Regions from separate parts of the Rattus norvegicus genome. Here region 2 is linked to region 1. A link is a contact called in public Hi-C data. All regions are on one chromosome and are shown on one strand. Each heading gives the region's core, a stretch centred on a gene start, on an enhancer-like site or on the middle of the called end of the contact. The rest is flanking DNA. Distances are from core to core; before and after follow the strand shown. Region 1 holds the start of Ccnd2 (cyclin D2). Region 2 has its middle 120 kb from the start of Parp11.

Region 1 (7,573 bases), core at 2,299-4,798:
CCCCAATCCTGGACGGGAATGTCCCTGTTCCGAGGTGACGGGATTCGAACCAGCGGCTCCCCGGGTTGGGACGTCCTCAGGGTCACCTGGCTGGCTGGTATCCGCCAGGTGAGCTTGTTAGAATGTGTGCCTAGGTGGCAGGTTCCTGCAGAAATATGCCTATAAACACCCAACACCCGGCTGCACCTTACACCTACAAGCTTTGTACAGTTTCCAACCGAAACTGCTAGACGCAGAGGGAGGAGACGGGAGGGGGCACGTCCTGGAGGGATATAAGTCCAGTAAAACTCGCATTTGGCTCAAGTCTATCACCCTACCTAGGTCCCTACCCAGTAAAGGGTCTTTCCACCTTCAGGGGTTAAAGGGGGAATTCTTATTCTTATTAACCCCCGCCTCCCCTCGCAGCAGAGCACACTCGCGCTTCCGCACACCCGAGTCCACATGGGAGGAAATAAGAACACTTGCCCCTAAGGCAGTATACCCTTTCCCGTGTAGTAGCTGGAGCACTTTTTATTTAAAAGAAGAAGAAGAAGAAAAAAAAAAAAGACAGACAGACAGAAAGACAGAAAGAAAGAAAGAAAGGTTTTAAACACGTGGTCAGAGTGGCGACCGACAGAGAAAACTCAGTCCCAACCTCTCAAGAGACAAGCTGCCAACCTCCGCACCCTCTCACGCCGCACCCCACGTGCTAGGGACGGATTCAAAGCGAGGTTCACCTTTGGGAACCCTCATTAGTAGGAGGGGGAGGAGAATGGAGGAGCTGAGGCCGAGAGCCTCTGCTGCGGGAAGCGCTCTAACTTTCCAGTCTCCAGACGTTGGGGCCTCCGTCCCGCGACCCTCTCCTCCCCTCCTCCCCGGCCCTCCCTGCCACAGGCCACCTCTCCCACCCCCAGAATCCCCTCCCCGCTGGAATTTCACTGCAAAGCCAAGAGTGGGGGATGGAAGAGGCGAGGGGCCCTCGCTGGCTCTGGGAGGACCTGCCACCCAGAATTTGTCCTCCGGGTGGGCTAGCCCCGACGACCACCCGCCTCTTCTCCGCCCCTGAGCTCCGGATGCTGTCTTCACTGGACATGAGGAGACTGCGTGGCTAGCCTTCGAGTGGTGTGGAAAGACCGTATGCCACCCCCCCCCCCAAGCTCCTCTGTTGGGGTAGATGGATACCTCAGTACATTTCTGACGCCCCGTATTTTGCGCTCCTGTGTAGGAGCGGTGTCAGATCTGCTCCTCCGAGGTGGCCTTGGGGAAGTTTTGAGTCATTTCTTTATGAAGTCTTAAAGGGTAAATTCACATATTTGTGCAGGATAACACCAAAACCTCTGTTCGGGAAGCCCATCTTGATTAAAACCAACAGGTGGTGGACAGAGAGCACTAAACAAGCATCCTCTTGGGCGCAGGACTGCTTCGTCTTAAATTTGCAACTTGGGTTTTTCAATGAGTTCCCCCCACCTCCGAAAGCTAATGGCTCCCATTGCAATTAGACATTTTCCTCGCCCGCCCCTTCCCTCCCCTTTCTTTACATGCAGTAGATTGGATACTAATTCCCGCTGCCATTGATAGGGTCCGAGGAGCCCGGGCCCCTGTGCCGGGCTAGCCCGCCCGGGTCCCTGCTCTCCCTCCGCCCTCCCCGGGTTTCCTTTTGATGTAGCGGGGAAGGCGTCCTACTGGAAAAAAAAAAAAAAAAAGTAATCTGCCCGGTAACAATCAGCGCGCAGTAGCAGGAGCCCCAGAGCTATTGGCTATGCAAATAGAGGGAGGGGAGACGGCGCCCCAAACTCTTACTCACCCTTTTAAAGTGATATCCCCTCCTCCCGCCCACCCCTTCCGCCCCACCCTCGTTTAAAGGGGCTGGCTCAGGGCCGCAGTTAATCGCTTGCACCTCGCCTTTATTGCCTCCCCTCCCCGGCCTTTCCGAGAGCCCACGGGTGTTGCTCCCACAGCATGCCAGCGCCCCCCACCCCCAGCCTCCGCTAGCCTTAGGCGTCCCTGTTGGGCCCTGGTTCTTAAGAAAGGAGGGTCTCAGTGGCCCTCTGTGTGCCCAGAGAGGTGCAACTCACGCCATGCTATCTGCACTGCACGTGCCAGCGTGGCCACCATGCGGGGGGCGCTGGGGTCCTCGCCCCTTCCTCCCCAAGTGGAATACAGTTAAAGGCAGGGTGGGAGCAGGAAGGAGGTGAGGAAACGCCAACGTGTCCCCCTCTGTAAACAGTCTTGACCACAGGATGCTTTAAAGCACATGTCAGAGCCGACCCAAAATCCAGGCGGAAAAATGAGGCGCGAACCCCCGCGGGGTCGGGGATTGAAGGGTGCAGGACTCTGGAGTCCCGGGGAGGGGGGTGCGGGGGGGAGGAGGAAGGGTGGCCATGCTGGCGCAAAGAGAGCCAAACCTAAACCCTCCCTCTCCCCCTCCCTGGCCCCTCCCGAGCCATTTCCTAGAAAGCTGTATCAGTGTGGCCACGCTCCGTGCAGACACCTAGGGCGGCTTGTCAGCAGATGCAGGGGCGAGGAAGCGGGCTTTTCCTGCGTGGCCGAGGCCCGCAGAGGAACCGCTGCTAGCCCTGCCCCCCGGCCTGCAGCGGCCCTGAGCGACTGGCCGCGTTGTCCAATGGCGCCCCCAAGAACAGGAAAGTTTCCGCACGAGGGTCATATTCTACCAGGCTTGAGAAGCACCCCTTTCCTCCAACATCCACGCCTTCCTCCTCTTCCTTTCCACGCACGTGGCTCGGGGACCGAAAAACAGCTTGAAAGTTATCAGGAGTCTAAGCCTCAGGGGAATAACCTTTGTCCCTAAGTTTGCGAAGTTGTAATTTTCTCAAATCAGCCTTCCCTTATTCTTCCTTCAGGGGTCTACTTTTACGTTATGGGAGTTCATCCACATGTTAAATCAATCTACCTGAATCTTGAATAGTGGGCTATTTTCCTGATCGTATTGCAAGCCTCCGAAGTTAAGTGCACCCCCCCCATTCCCCCATGGTATGCCTACAGAATGTCAGAAAGGATAGAGAATCAATAGGAATCCGTGGGTTTTGAGGGTTCCCCTATCCGGGGCCCCTAGCATGCGGGGCTGGATACTAGGAGAACTAGGGAGAGGGGTTGGGGGTGGGGAGCGGGGAATCGTGTTTGAAGTTTGGTCAGGCCAGCTGCTGTGCTCCTTAATAACAAGGGGGGGGGGAGAAAAGGGAAAGAGGGAGGGAAAGATTGAAAGGAGGGGAGGGACGCCAGGAGAGGGGAGGAAAGGGGGAGGAGGAACCTGAGAGGGGGAGGAGATCTAACTGCCCTTCCAGCTTGCGTCACTGCCTCAGAGAGAGGAGAGCGAGCTGAAGAGAGCGAAGCAGTTCAGAGGGAAGGATTGGTGCGAGTCAGGCAGCCCTTGAGGCTCTGCTCGCCCACCTTCCACTCTTCTCTCCCTCTCTCCCTCTCTCTTTGCCATTTCTTTCCTCTCCCAAATCTCGCATTCAGCCAAAGGAAGGAGGTAAGGGAAGCACCTCCCACCTCCAAAAAAAATAATAATAAAATTTTACAGTCGGGACCGAGTGGTGACCGGCTAGCTATGGAGCTGCTGTGCTGTGAGGTGGACCCGGTCCGCAGGGCCGTGCCGGACCGCAACCTGCTGGAAGACCGCGTCCTGCAGAACCTGTTGACTATCGAGGAGCGCTACCTCCCGCAGTGTTCCTATTTCAAGTGCGTGCAGAAGGACATCCAGCCGTACATGCGCAGGATGGTGGCTACCTGGATGCTAGAGGTAGGTGTGCGGGCGACAAACTGCGAGAGGACTACCCCTGCGCGGGCCTCCGGGAGCTCGTGCGCGAGGTAGCCCCGCACCCTTGGGCGAGACGCTAATCCTGTCCCTTGCTAGATTAACTAGTGGAGGAAAACGTGGGTGAGGCGAAGATGTCTCCCCCCCACCCCGGGGGTGGCATCCCGCGCGCGTGTGCCTGCATGTGGCTTCTTCGTCTTCCCATCCCCATTTCTGACCTGTGGTGTGGAAGGCTGCCTTCCGTGAGGGTGTTGAGACCTAACAATCCATACAAACATTTAAAGACCCCCCCCCACTTCCAAGGTTGGGGCAAACCGTCCGAGTCTTAGGTCCCCTGCGTGTGGTAAGGACTCCGCGTTGGCACTTTGGCGGGAGGTGGGGGTGGGGGAGAAACAGGGAATTCAGGAGAGCCCCGGAAGTCACACTGGAAAAAAAAAAAAAAACAAACGTGCGTTTAGGGGAATCTGAAAGAACCGCTGCTTTAGCCTCGCTTGCAATCTTTGCCGAGAGAGCAGGGTGCCCACGTATGCACAGCTCTGGACCTGCGGTGGTTTCGCCATGTTGCTTTGCAAACACCAATTACAAGGACTGGCAATATTCGCCGACTCCCCTGCCCCCCCGCACCCCACGATCCTGGGCCATCTCTTTCTGGCCGTGCCCTCTTTCCCAGCCCTCAGTTCACCAAGGTTACTTACAGTTTGGCTGCTTCTTCAGCGCGCAGATTTGGGTGGGGTAGGAAGCGGGGGAGGAGGTGTGTAGAGCGGGCTAGGGGGCACCCCCAAATGAGAAGTCAGAGTCCCGCATGCCTCCTTAAGGGGGTTCCCTGGTTTCGTCTCACCCAACCCCCAGCGGGGCACAGTCTTCCTAGCTACTGCCCTGTGGGCCGCAGCCGAACACTCTGCAAGTTTCCCCACTGTGATCCAGAGCCCCTGGGGTGGAGATACGGACCTTACGGACATCCGAAACCTCTATTCCAGCAGCCTGGAATGTCTCTGGGGTTTTCAGGTCCATAGAACGTTTCTAGACTTTTTCCTCGATTTTTAATAATTTTTTGAAACTGTCCCCCCTGCTCCGACTCCAACTGTGGCGGCTGAGGCGCGCTTCCTCCTCTTCCCTCCCCCTCTCTTCTCCACCCACCCACCAAACAGCGGCCCCTGGGCCGCCGAGACCACCCTGGATATTTTTTTCAATTGTCGGGAATGGTAGAATAGGATCTGGGGATCCGAATGAGACCAAGAAGTAGACTCTCGGAGCTTCCAGAATATTTTTATTGATTTTTTGAAAAGATGACGAAATCCAAAAAAGAGAGTGAGTTAGAATGCTGAGAAGTGAGCCAGAAGGAGCGGCAGGCGGCGGCGGCTCTGGGCTTTGCCTTGGGGTTTGTGGAGGCTTTAGTTCATCACCTTTCTCAGCCTTGTCAGAATACCCGAGCCCCAAAGGCTCTTCGGATTTACCCCAGAGTTCTCACCTTTATTCTTACTATCCTTTCTACTCTTCCCCCTCCCCCTACACACACACACACACACACACACACACACACACACAAATGCTTTTTGTTACTACGGGTTATGCCTTCCCCCCCCCCTTTCCCTCTGTTTCTGATACTATTTTTTTCACTGTCCTCTCGGACCCTATCCCACTCTGATTGTAGGTCTGTGAGGAACAGAAGTGTGAAGAAGAGGTCTTTCCTCTGGCCATGAATTACCTGGACCGTTTCTTGGCTGGAGTCCCGACTCCTAAGACCCATCTCCAGCTCCTGGGCGCTGTGTGCATGTTCCTAGCTTCCAAGCTGAAAGAGACCATCCCGCTGACTGCCGAAAAGCTGTGTATTTACACCGACAATTCTGTGAAACCCCAGGAGCTGCTGGTAATGCTGCCCTCCCTGCTCCTGACTCTGCCTTCCCCCATCATGCTCGGACCTTCACGCTACCCAACACTGTCTCCTTTAGTAGGAGAGAGCTAATCTTCCCCTGTCTGGGAAGTGAGCAAAGCTCTCAGTACCTCGTGGAAATTTGCGAGTGTGAAATTCTATTGTGAGTGAGTGGGGATTTGGGTAGAAAATTTTAGTTGATGTTTTAATTAAGGTCCAGATTTCCAATGAACCCTGAGAACGCAGTCTGGTTTCTCACATGCTCATTGCAATGTGTTTCCCAAGAGCCTGGGGGTCTCTCAGGTCTGTCTTATAGACCAATAAAGTCTCACAATCGGAACATAGTAGCTGACCGCTAAGTAGCTACAAAGCACTACGTATCAGCTTTTAGGCAAAAATCAATATCTGACTTTCTACTAGTGGGAATCTGAAGCACCCAAAGGCATAGTGACCTAGATACAGTCCCCAGGGTGTTCATCCCCACGGGGTCCTGTCTTGGTTTTCCCTACCATCTCCCCTTTTTCCTCACGCACTTACCCCTCCGGATTACTACTGCACACTAAAGGTTCTGCAGCTCTCTTTTGCAGTTCTGGGGCCCACCCTCAGTGGTTTGCACACCTTCTGTCTTAAACACGGGTGACAGAAGACCACCCCCTCTATCAACTCCCTCCCTCTTGCTGGCATTGCTTGGGCCTGCATAATCAATCTCCTGGGCAGACTGGCTTCTTGAACCGAGCCCTTTGTGAGGAGCCGTCCTTTCTGGGCCTGTGCTGACACCTAGCGGCAGACATGTGCAAGGCTCGGGGAGGAATTGCGGAGAATGCAAAGAGGGACATGAATGACTTCACCTTTGAACCGCTGCCAGATTTCAGCTGCTTCTGGTTTGGTCTGAGAGGCCCCTAAAGGTGCTTTCTTCTGGAAGATCTGCTTCTTTCAAAAATGGTGCCAGAGGACAAGTTTGTGCTCACATCGCCCTCGAAGAAGGAAGGGCTGAGATTCAAGCCATTTCTGGGTTTTGCGTAGTTAAGAAGGTTTTGAATCCTAGCTTTCAACAAAAAAGCCCCAGCAGACTTGAAAGCTTGTGGGGGGTGGGGGAAGATTAGAATTAGAGACCAGCTTGTTTTTCTCAAAAAAACAAGAAAAAGAATCTTCCATGTGGCAGGTGTGCTGGAGGATTTGAGATATTTTTCAAGACACTCTAATTTTTTCCAGGATCAGCAAAGCTAACTCAATTCTCCAAATAAAACATGTCAGCATCCCGCCTCCCTTCCAGAAGTGTTACACCCTAGAAGAGCCTTCCTATTTTATGCATGAAGGGAGCTTGCTCCAGACACACCTTAGCTAGCCTGGTGGCTGGTGCGTTATAGCCCCACACTTAGCAGATGAAGCCAGGTAAACTAAAGAGTGAAGTCCCAGCAGGCAGACATCTTCGTAGGCTGTTATTTTATTCGATCCAGTTCAGCGAACATAATTTCCCCGTATTTATTTCACAAAAGGGGAGAGACACAAGGTAGCTCACTAGTGGGGTGCAGTGGAGCCCCATAAAAGAGAAGGTTACAGCCCGATACATGGGCCGAGGAACTTTAGGACCTCCATCGGGCCTCAAATCACTATCTGCAAAATGAGGTCGCGGGTGACCACCTTGGGCCCGCTAGCCATGAACACAAAGGCCAGTGAAGAGTTAGGGGAAAGGGTGAGTGTCATAGCCCCAAGACTTCTACACGGTGTGTCAAAGGGGAAAGTGTTGGCGGCAGAGAGGAAAAATGATACTTTCTCCCACAAGTAAAGGCGGGCTAATTGGCTGCCAAGGAGTTGGGCCAAGGAAGCTAACTTATTTTGTTCAACATCTGCAAGCATCTTTTTTTTTTTCTCTCATGAGGAGTAAAGAGACTATTAGTCTTCTGATAGAGATATATCCAATACATTCTTGCACCACAGTGACCTTGGCT
Region 2 (7,573 bases), core at 2,560-5,059, 190 kb before region 1:
TGTGTGTGTGTGTGTGTGTGTGTGTGTTTCCCCAGAAATTGAAAGTGAAACAGACGTAGGGGCATGTCTAGGGCTCATTCGCAACAATATGCAGGAAGAAGAAAGATTGGCCCATAGCCTGTAAGCAGAACCTGGCAAGGCTTCAGTGAAATGGGGTCACATTCAAAGAACCTGTAAAACAGAAAATGCCCCCACTCACCACACCCTCTCTACCCACTGCTTTCCTCAGAATCCAGACTGCAGGTGGCAAACCCCTAGTGTAAACACAGTGAGCAACCGAGAGGCCAGGAGTTATCTCTTCCCAAGAACTAAGTCCAAGACACCCTCACCAGGCATCTCAAGCAGGAAACAACATGAGGTGGCCGGTAGACTTTCCAGAAGAGGAAGATTGCAGGAAAATGTGCTGCATTGTCAGCCTCACAGCCCCACAGGCCCATGGGTACTCTGTAACCCAGAGCGGAGGGAAATAAACGTACCAGATACCTACCAGTCTCTGTCAGTGCTGTTAGAACAGCAGTTCTCAACCTGTGGGTCAAGAACCTTTTAGCGGTTGCATATCAGATACCCTGCCTATTAGCCATTTACACTGCGACTCCTAACAGTAGTGAAATCGTAGTTCTGAAGTAGCACTGAAATCATCTCATGGGTTGAGTGGGGAGATCACCATACCATGAAGAGCTGTGTTAAAGGGATTGAGAGCCACTGTGATGGAAAGAGCTGGACTTTCTGGTTCTGGAGGGAAATGGAGATGGGGGTGAGGGAAATGTCTCCGAAGGCGCTTCCGTAGGGAGGAAGTCCCTGCCATCCTCACCGTGATTCCTGATCCTGTCAGGTCTCCCCTCCTACCCTGTGTGCTCACTGTTGTTCTAACTCTCCCCCCACTTCACTCGTGCCTCATGCCAAAGATAGTGATTTTAAAATACAACCATACCATATGTATTTATGTGCTGGGTGTGTGCACCTGCCTCTGCGTGCGTGCGTGCGTGCGTGTGTGTGTGTGTGTGTGGTACTGGGGTTACAAGCAGGGCACTATGCACTTTAAGGAAACATTGTTCTCAGGAACCACCAATGGTCACCACTGCTCTCAGGATGATAATGGAAAACTCATCTTAAATACTTCTGAGACCTTGGACCTCTTTGGCCTTTCCTCCCCATCTCTTTTCTATAGACTGGCTGGCCTTCTCCAGCTCCTTAATTGTGCAAGATCCCTCCTGCCCCCGGTTTTCTGTTGTTGTTTTGTTGTTTGTTTTGCTTTGGTTTTATACACTGCTGTGGCCACTCCTTGGGACTAGGTTCAGTTTGTGATTATTGATGTACAGTTGGTTGGAGTTTACTTGGACCTGGTAGATGGTTTATACCAGTCTTCCCCACACTGCACTGTAACCCTTCTTTTATCTTATCAAGAAAGGGTCTTGCTTTGTAGCCCCAGCTGGGTTTGAACCAAATCCTCCTGCCTCAGCCTCCCACATGCCGAGATAACAGATATGTACCACCGAGCCTAGCTTGGACTGTAAGTTTTTGAGGCCAAAGGCCGCAGCTCATTTTCCTCCTTATTGTAAACTTGTGTGCACAGCACATGCCCTAGAACACCATTTGAACCAAGAGAAGGAGGCAAACAGGACAGCCAACTCTTCATGACAGAAAAGCATTCAGGCGAGACCAGGAGCCAAGTGCTAGTCCTTCAACCAAGGAGCGCCACTCCTCTCCTCCCTTCTAACCAGATTCCCAGGCTCAGTCAGCTGGTGGTTGTAGTGGAATGGTGTGAGCGTGTCTCATGTCTATGGGTACTGGGGGTAAGGGTCAGCTAACTTTTAGATCCTGGCTAAGAGAATGGTACCCAGAAAAAGTCTCACGCCGTGTATAAACCTCCCTGGCCTGAGCACCCTTCTTTAGCTATAATTATGGTTCCCTCCCACACCTCACTGCTAATCTTAAGGAACGTTGACAATATACTTGGAGTTTTTTGTTTCTTTGTTTTTGAAACATGGTCTCACAAAGCCTAGGCTGGTCCCAAACTAGCTATGATTTACACACATACAGCCCCCTACACACACACACACACACACACGGCATGTGTGTGTGTTAAGGAATTCATCTTTTAGCTTAAGATAAAGACCAAGCTAAGCTTACTTCAGATTGGGCATGAAAAGAACAAAATATCCATATGGATGACGGTTTAAAGGGAGGATCTGAATGGAGAGGGATCTCTAGACTCCACGAAGGCTCGTCCTCTCTGAGAAGCTCGCTTACTGTTGGGATGCTCAGCTCAGGTTAGATGCTCCACCATATTTCTCTGCATACTTCTCTGAGGCTTTTTTTTCTGAAAATAACTTCAATTTAATATTTATCACATGCTAGGAACTGGGGGGGTGGGGGGAATGACACAAAACAAACGAGTAGTGGCCCCTGTCCTGCCTAACAGAAGAAACTACAATTGTGGTTTAGGGTATATGTGTGCCTGAGAATCTCGGGGCACCATGGAAATGACAGCAATGACCTACAGAAAATTATGGCACAGAGACAATGGGCCATTTCTGCAGAGATCTGGAAAATGGACAAAGGAGGAGACGTGGTGTGTCTAAGGGATGGGACAGGTGGTACAAAAAAACTAGAGGCCGGCAGAAGGAATATGAAGCTATCCTGCACAGCTGGACAGAGGGAAGGCTGGAAGGGAAGAGAGGACCCTCTGTTTTGAGTCAATGGCCAGATGCCATATGCACTTGGGCTGTTCCGCGGGAAACCAGGACTGAGAAACTAGACTCTAACCTCAGCGTTCCTCTCATACTCCAGATAAGAACCAACGGTCTTTGAGCCAGGGATTGGGAAGAGGGTCGGTCTACATATCTCGTTTTAGAGATGAACAAACGGGACTGGGAGCTCAAGGTCTGCAGTGGCCCACTTGCTTGGCATGCAGGGGACCCTGGGTTTGATCCCCAGAACTGCATAAAACCAAGTGTGACTGTATACTCCCACAATCCCAGCACCGGGAAGGTGGAGGCTGGAAGATCAGGAGTTTTAGGTCATCCTCAGCGGATTTAAGGCCAGCCTGGGATACACGAGACACTGTCTCAAAAGCAACAACAACCCCAAACAAACAACAAACAAAAACAAACACAGAGCAGAAAGTATATTTAGGTTGACAGAAGACAAGAGCTACAGTTGTGCTTGACAGTTCTGCTCATGCCTGTAATCTTTCTAGCACTCCCACTCTAGAGGCTGGGGGCAAAAAGACCCCTCACAAGTTCTAAGCCTCCCTGAGCTATGTGGTGAATTCTTGGCCAGCCAAGACTACAGTAGAGAACAACCTTGTCTCAACTGAAGAGGGCATGCTGATTCGTGGATCTGGTGGTGGCTAGGCCAGAACCCTTTCACTTCTTAGGAGTGTTGCCCTGGCCGGCTTGCCCTCTGCTGGGGTCGTGGGATGTAACGGAATGACTAATGGATGCAGGACTTGCAAGCATCCTGACAGCAGAGGGGTCGCCCAGGCCGGGCCCCCTGGAAGCATAGGGCGGCAGCCCAGGAATGCACCCCAGCCGGCCTGAAGCCTGCACTCTCCCAGGCCCCACAACAGGCTCCCGGGTGGGTAGGTGGCTCCGCCTTGGATCTTTGGCTTCCCCTCGCAGGCCTTACCTGCCTAAACAAACAGCCTGGGCCTCCCACCCGCTGCACGCCCGCCCCCGGGACAGGAAACAAGCGGTGACAGCTCCCGGCCCGCGCCTGCCGCCGACCCGCAGCCCGGTTAGCAACCGGGCGCCGCGGCGCTGCGATTGGCTGAGCGCGGCCCAAGAGGCGCCCCGCCGCTCCAATGGGCGGCCGCCGGAGGCCGCGGGGAGCGAGGTTTTACATGCCTGTGGTATTTGCTCAGAGGGGCATGACCACTTTGGGCAAGTCTTTAAATGTGAGTCAGCTTTCGGCTGATCCCTGGGAAAAATTCCTTCGGTGTTGTCAGGCAGGGTTCGCTAGCTGTAGCTTTTTTTTTTCCGCCCCCAACAATTCAAAAGGGATAATCCTACTGAATGGGGAAAGGCATTCGGACCCTGTCCCGGGCTCAACAACCAGAGGCCCCTTCAACTCTGGGGTGGGGCCTCTCCTCGGAGCTGGTTTCTGCAGGGTCAAGACCCTCTTGCCCCCCTCCCCGCCCCCATCGGTGCCCCATCCCGTCTTCAGCAATGCACACAAGGGCCAAGGGGCACCCAGGCCTCAGGGGACACAGCGCCTAAGACAGTAGGAAGGCGCGATTCCCAGGGACTGCCTCTTGCCCTTCTCAAGGCGATTCCAGGCTTGAGGGGTGGTCACTTAACCACCCCTCTAAGCTTAGATTCCTCTTTGGCAAAGCAAAAAACTTATGCTAGTCTGGTCTTTGCAGCTTGTTTGGGCAAGCCCTTTTTGCATTCTTGGCCTCAGTTTCCAATGAAGAGGGTCAAGTTTATGGGGGAAGCGTCCCTAAACATCCTTCCAGTTCTACACATGCACCTCGCATGCGGGAGCTTGGGGTCCACACGGCCCAGTTTCTCAGTGCATGACTGCGTAGATGCCACGTGTCATCTCAGAGACACCCAGCAGCCGGGTGTGGAGGGGGTGGGAGCCACAAAAAAAAAAAAAAAAAAAAAAAAACAAACAAAAAAAAAAAAAAACTAAGGGCTGAAGGAAATAATCAGGCACTTGAGGATTTACGTGTAATTTGGTTTTAAATGAACATCTTGTGCAGAAGAAGAGGCAATTTGGCACCTGCTGCTGGTGAGTTAATAGCTTAGGCACTTGGTAACAGCCACAATACTGCGAAGAGACCATTAATGTATATGGCATGTGGCAGAGCGTGATGGGCAGGGCTGATGGCTTGGGAAGCCTCTCTCTGAAGACAAGGCAGGCAGCAGGGCTTCGCCTGGTTTAGGGGGCTCTGCAATCTGGGTGCAGTGCAGCCCTCAGAGCCTTAGCTCCCACTAGGTGCTTCTATGGGTGACCAGCATGGTTGCCATAAAAAAGCTCTGTGCTCTGCTGCTAATCAGGCGTGACCATGGGCAAGTCATTGGCCTGCCTTGGTCTCTTTTCCCTGGCTATCAAGATGTGTTAAGCAAATTGCCTTTCCCTGATCTCCATGATTAAATGGAACAATATACACATCATTACTTTAGAGCTGCAGAACACTGGGATCTTTGGGCTGTTATTTTTTGTTGAAGTGTTTGTTTGTTACAACATGCATTCATTCATTCATTCATTCATTCATTCATTCATTCATTCATTCATTTGAGATGCTGCACATGGCAGTCAGAAAACAACTTGTGGGAGGCTTTTCTCTCTTTCCAGAGCTCTGGAACTTGAGCTAAGGTCATCACGCCTGGCAGCCAGTACCTTTACTCACCGACTCATCTTTACCAGCCATTAAGTAGATGAAGGTAACGAACTGTTCATCAAGTTTCTTGGATAGGTAGAAGTTGGGTGTCTGTTGCCCGCCAGCCCAGACTGCCACAGGCACTTGCTTGGTGACAAGGTTTTGTCATTGGTCTGGGAATCAGTATTGTTTCCTTCATTCCCTCATGTGAGTACCTACCCTGCCTTGGCAGCCTCAGCGGGCCACCATTCTCCATTTCTCCACCTCGGCTAGCTCCTTCCAACGGATTGTGCTGCGCCTTGGACAAGCTCACAGACCTTGGTAATGAGACTGTCTGTCTAAAAGAAAATAAAGACAAACCAGACCCGGTCGTTTTTTCCTGCCTCCTTCAGAACTCCCCATTCTGTGAGGCGTTCTGAGCTTTACTGAAACAGGAGAAAGGGGGACAAGCTGACAAGAAGAAAGGGCCATAATCACAAAGGAAAGGGTTATTTTTTTTTAAATTCCTTTGGCTGGGGAGGTGGTTCAGTTGGTAAAGTATAAGTATCAGGACCCGAGTTCAGATCTTTAGCACCCTGGTAAAAAGCTAGCATTTGTAATTACAGCTGAGACAGGAGGATCCCCAAAACTTGCAGACCAGTCCGATTAATCAAATCAATAAACTGCAGTTCCAGTTCCTTGCCTCAAAAAATAAGCTGGAGGAGAGCAATGGAGGAAGATACCCAACCTCAATCGACCTTTGACCTCCGTGTTCATTTGCATGTTTTCATTCCTACCCCCACCCCAAACACCACTCTGAAGCAGGGCCAGGCAGTCATTCTGTGCTACAATTAAAAAGAGAGAGAAATTAAAAAAAAAAAAATTCCTGAAGACTGTGGCAGCATAGTGAAGTTTGTTTCTGCGGGGGCACACAAAATAGCTTTCAGAGGAATGGTGTCTGGGATGCTATACAAGGAAAGAGAGGTTTTCTGTCGCATGTGCAGGCTAGGAAGAAGGACAGACACAGTAGTCAGGTGCCAGATGTGTCAATAGCTCAGGTGATTGGCCAGACTGAAGCCGAATGGGATGACTTATTGTGATAAAGACATTGGACCTCGGGGTTGGGGATTTAGCTCAGTGGTAGAGCACTTGCCTAGCAATCGCAAGGCCCTGGGTTCAGTCCCCAGCTCCGGAAAAAAGAAAAAAAAAGACATTGGACCTCATGTAGAGGGAGTAGAGAGCAGCTAGAATTGTTGGGGGAATCAGCAGTGAAGAATGTTGCCTTTCAAACTTTGGGTTGCAGAGTGAGAGTCATTAACATTGAAAACTAGAATGGGTGACTACAGAATGGAACAGAAGACCTCAGAGTACATGGATGCGTATGCTTTGCAAAATATGTGTGCTTATATGATTGATTGTGCGCGTTCTAGGTCGTGATGTGTGATGGACTTGCTAGAGTCTTGCCTAACAATCTTCAGAAGTCTTCTCTCTGCCTTTGCATATCTTTCAGGCTGAATCAGGAAGGATGGGTAGAGAGGAAGTTATAGGAGTGTCGAGCAAACAAGGCAGATCGGTGACTTGGTCCCTTCCAAGGTCTGCTGCAGCCCCACACAGCTCTAGAGCGATTCGTGACACCATGACTTAAATATGATAGTCGTTTCCTATTATTCCGGCAGAACATCATGCAATTACTGTGGTCTGAGTTTTGGTGTAGTGTATGCCACTGGCTTCTAAGCATCATAATGGTAGATAAGGGAGTAGCCATCCCTGCAGGTGAGTACTGACAGCCTAACATTCTCCTCCAATAGGAGAGGGCTATTGTCTAACCTCTTCTGATGGGTGCTGCCAGTGCACTCACAGACTTACCTATAGGGGAGCTTTGGGGGATAGTGTGGAAACTCCTTGCTCCAAAGCAAACACATCTCTTCTGCTGGCTTCAGAAAAGCTAGAGAGTGGCTGGCTACCACCTGCCCGGCCACATCCCTGGTGATTTAAAACAGTCTTTGCTTTTTCTGGTAGTTTTAAATGCAACTGAAGCCTGCTTACTGAACTGCCCCTTACCAGGCATGAAAAGATGTTTGACTGGGGTTAGGTAAAGTCCTGGGGGAGGGGGAGCATGAGTTCTACCACCCTTCTCAAGGAGCAGGGGCAGATTTCTTACAGTGAAGGAATGTGTGCAGGTTGAAGGAAGGACCAGGCAGAGAGGAGAGAACACTTAGGCTTCAAAGAAAGGCTACGTGGGACAACATGTGTAAGGTAACCGAC

What was found. A called contact is a pair of places that touch in the nucleus more often than the background predicts.
Region 2: a contact with region 1 is called in a Hi-C map of Schwann cells, with 4 times the contacts expected there. The contact joins the enhancer-like site here to the promoter of Ccnd2 in region 1. A contact is called at or near these places in 6 of 12 Hi-C or Micro-C datasets (the A7r5 cell line, Schwann cells, frontal cortex and 3 more) and 1 of 1 datasets of contacts at active chromatin or transcription factors (oligodendrocytes).

Annotation. Positions count from the first base shown.
Region 1 is chr4:161,671,397-161,678,969 of GRCr8, reverse strand. It overlaps Ccnd2 (cyclin D2), which reads left to right and starts at 3,548. Exons shown (of 5, transcript NM_022267.2): 1 at 3,548-3,739; 2 at 5,406-5,621. The coding sequence starts at 3,548.
Region 2 is chr4:161,864,182-161,871,754 of GRCr8, reverse strand. No RefSeq gene overlaps it. Among named protein-coding and RNA genes, the nearest start is that of Parp11, 120 kb to the left of the region's middle. Within about 2 kb of position 3,809, at least 35 of the 93 cell types and tissues checked have an H3K27ac peak or open chromatin away from gene starts, as enhancers often do. A contact at or near this core is called in the A7r5 cell line, Schwann cells and liver, where this site is marked.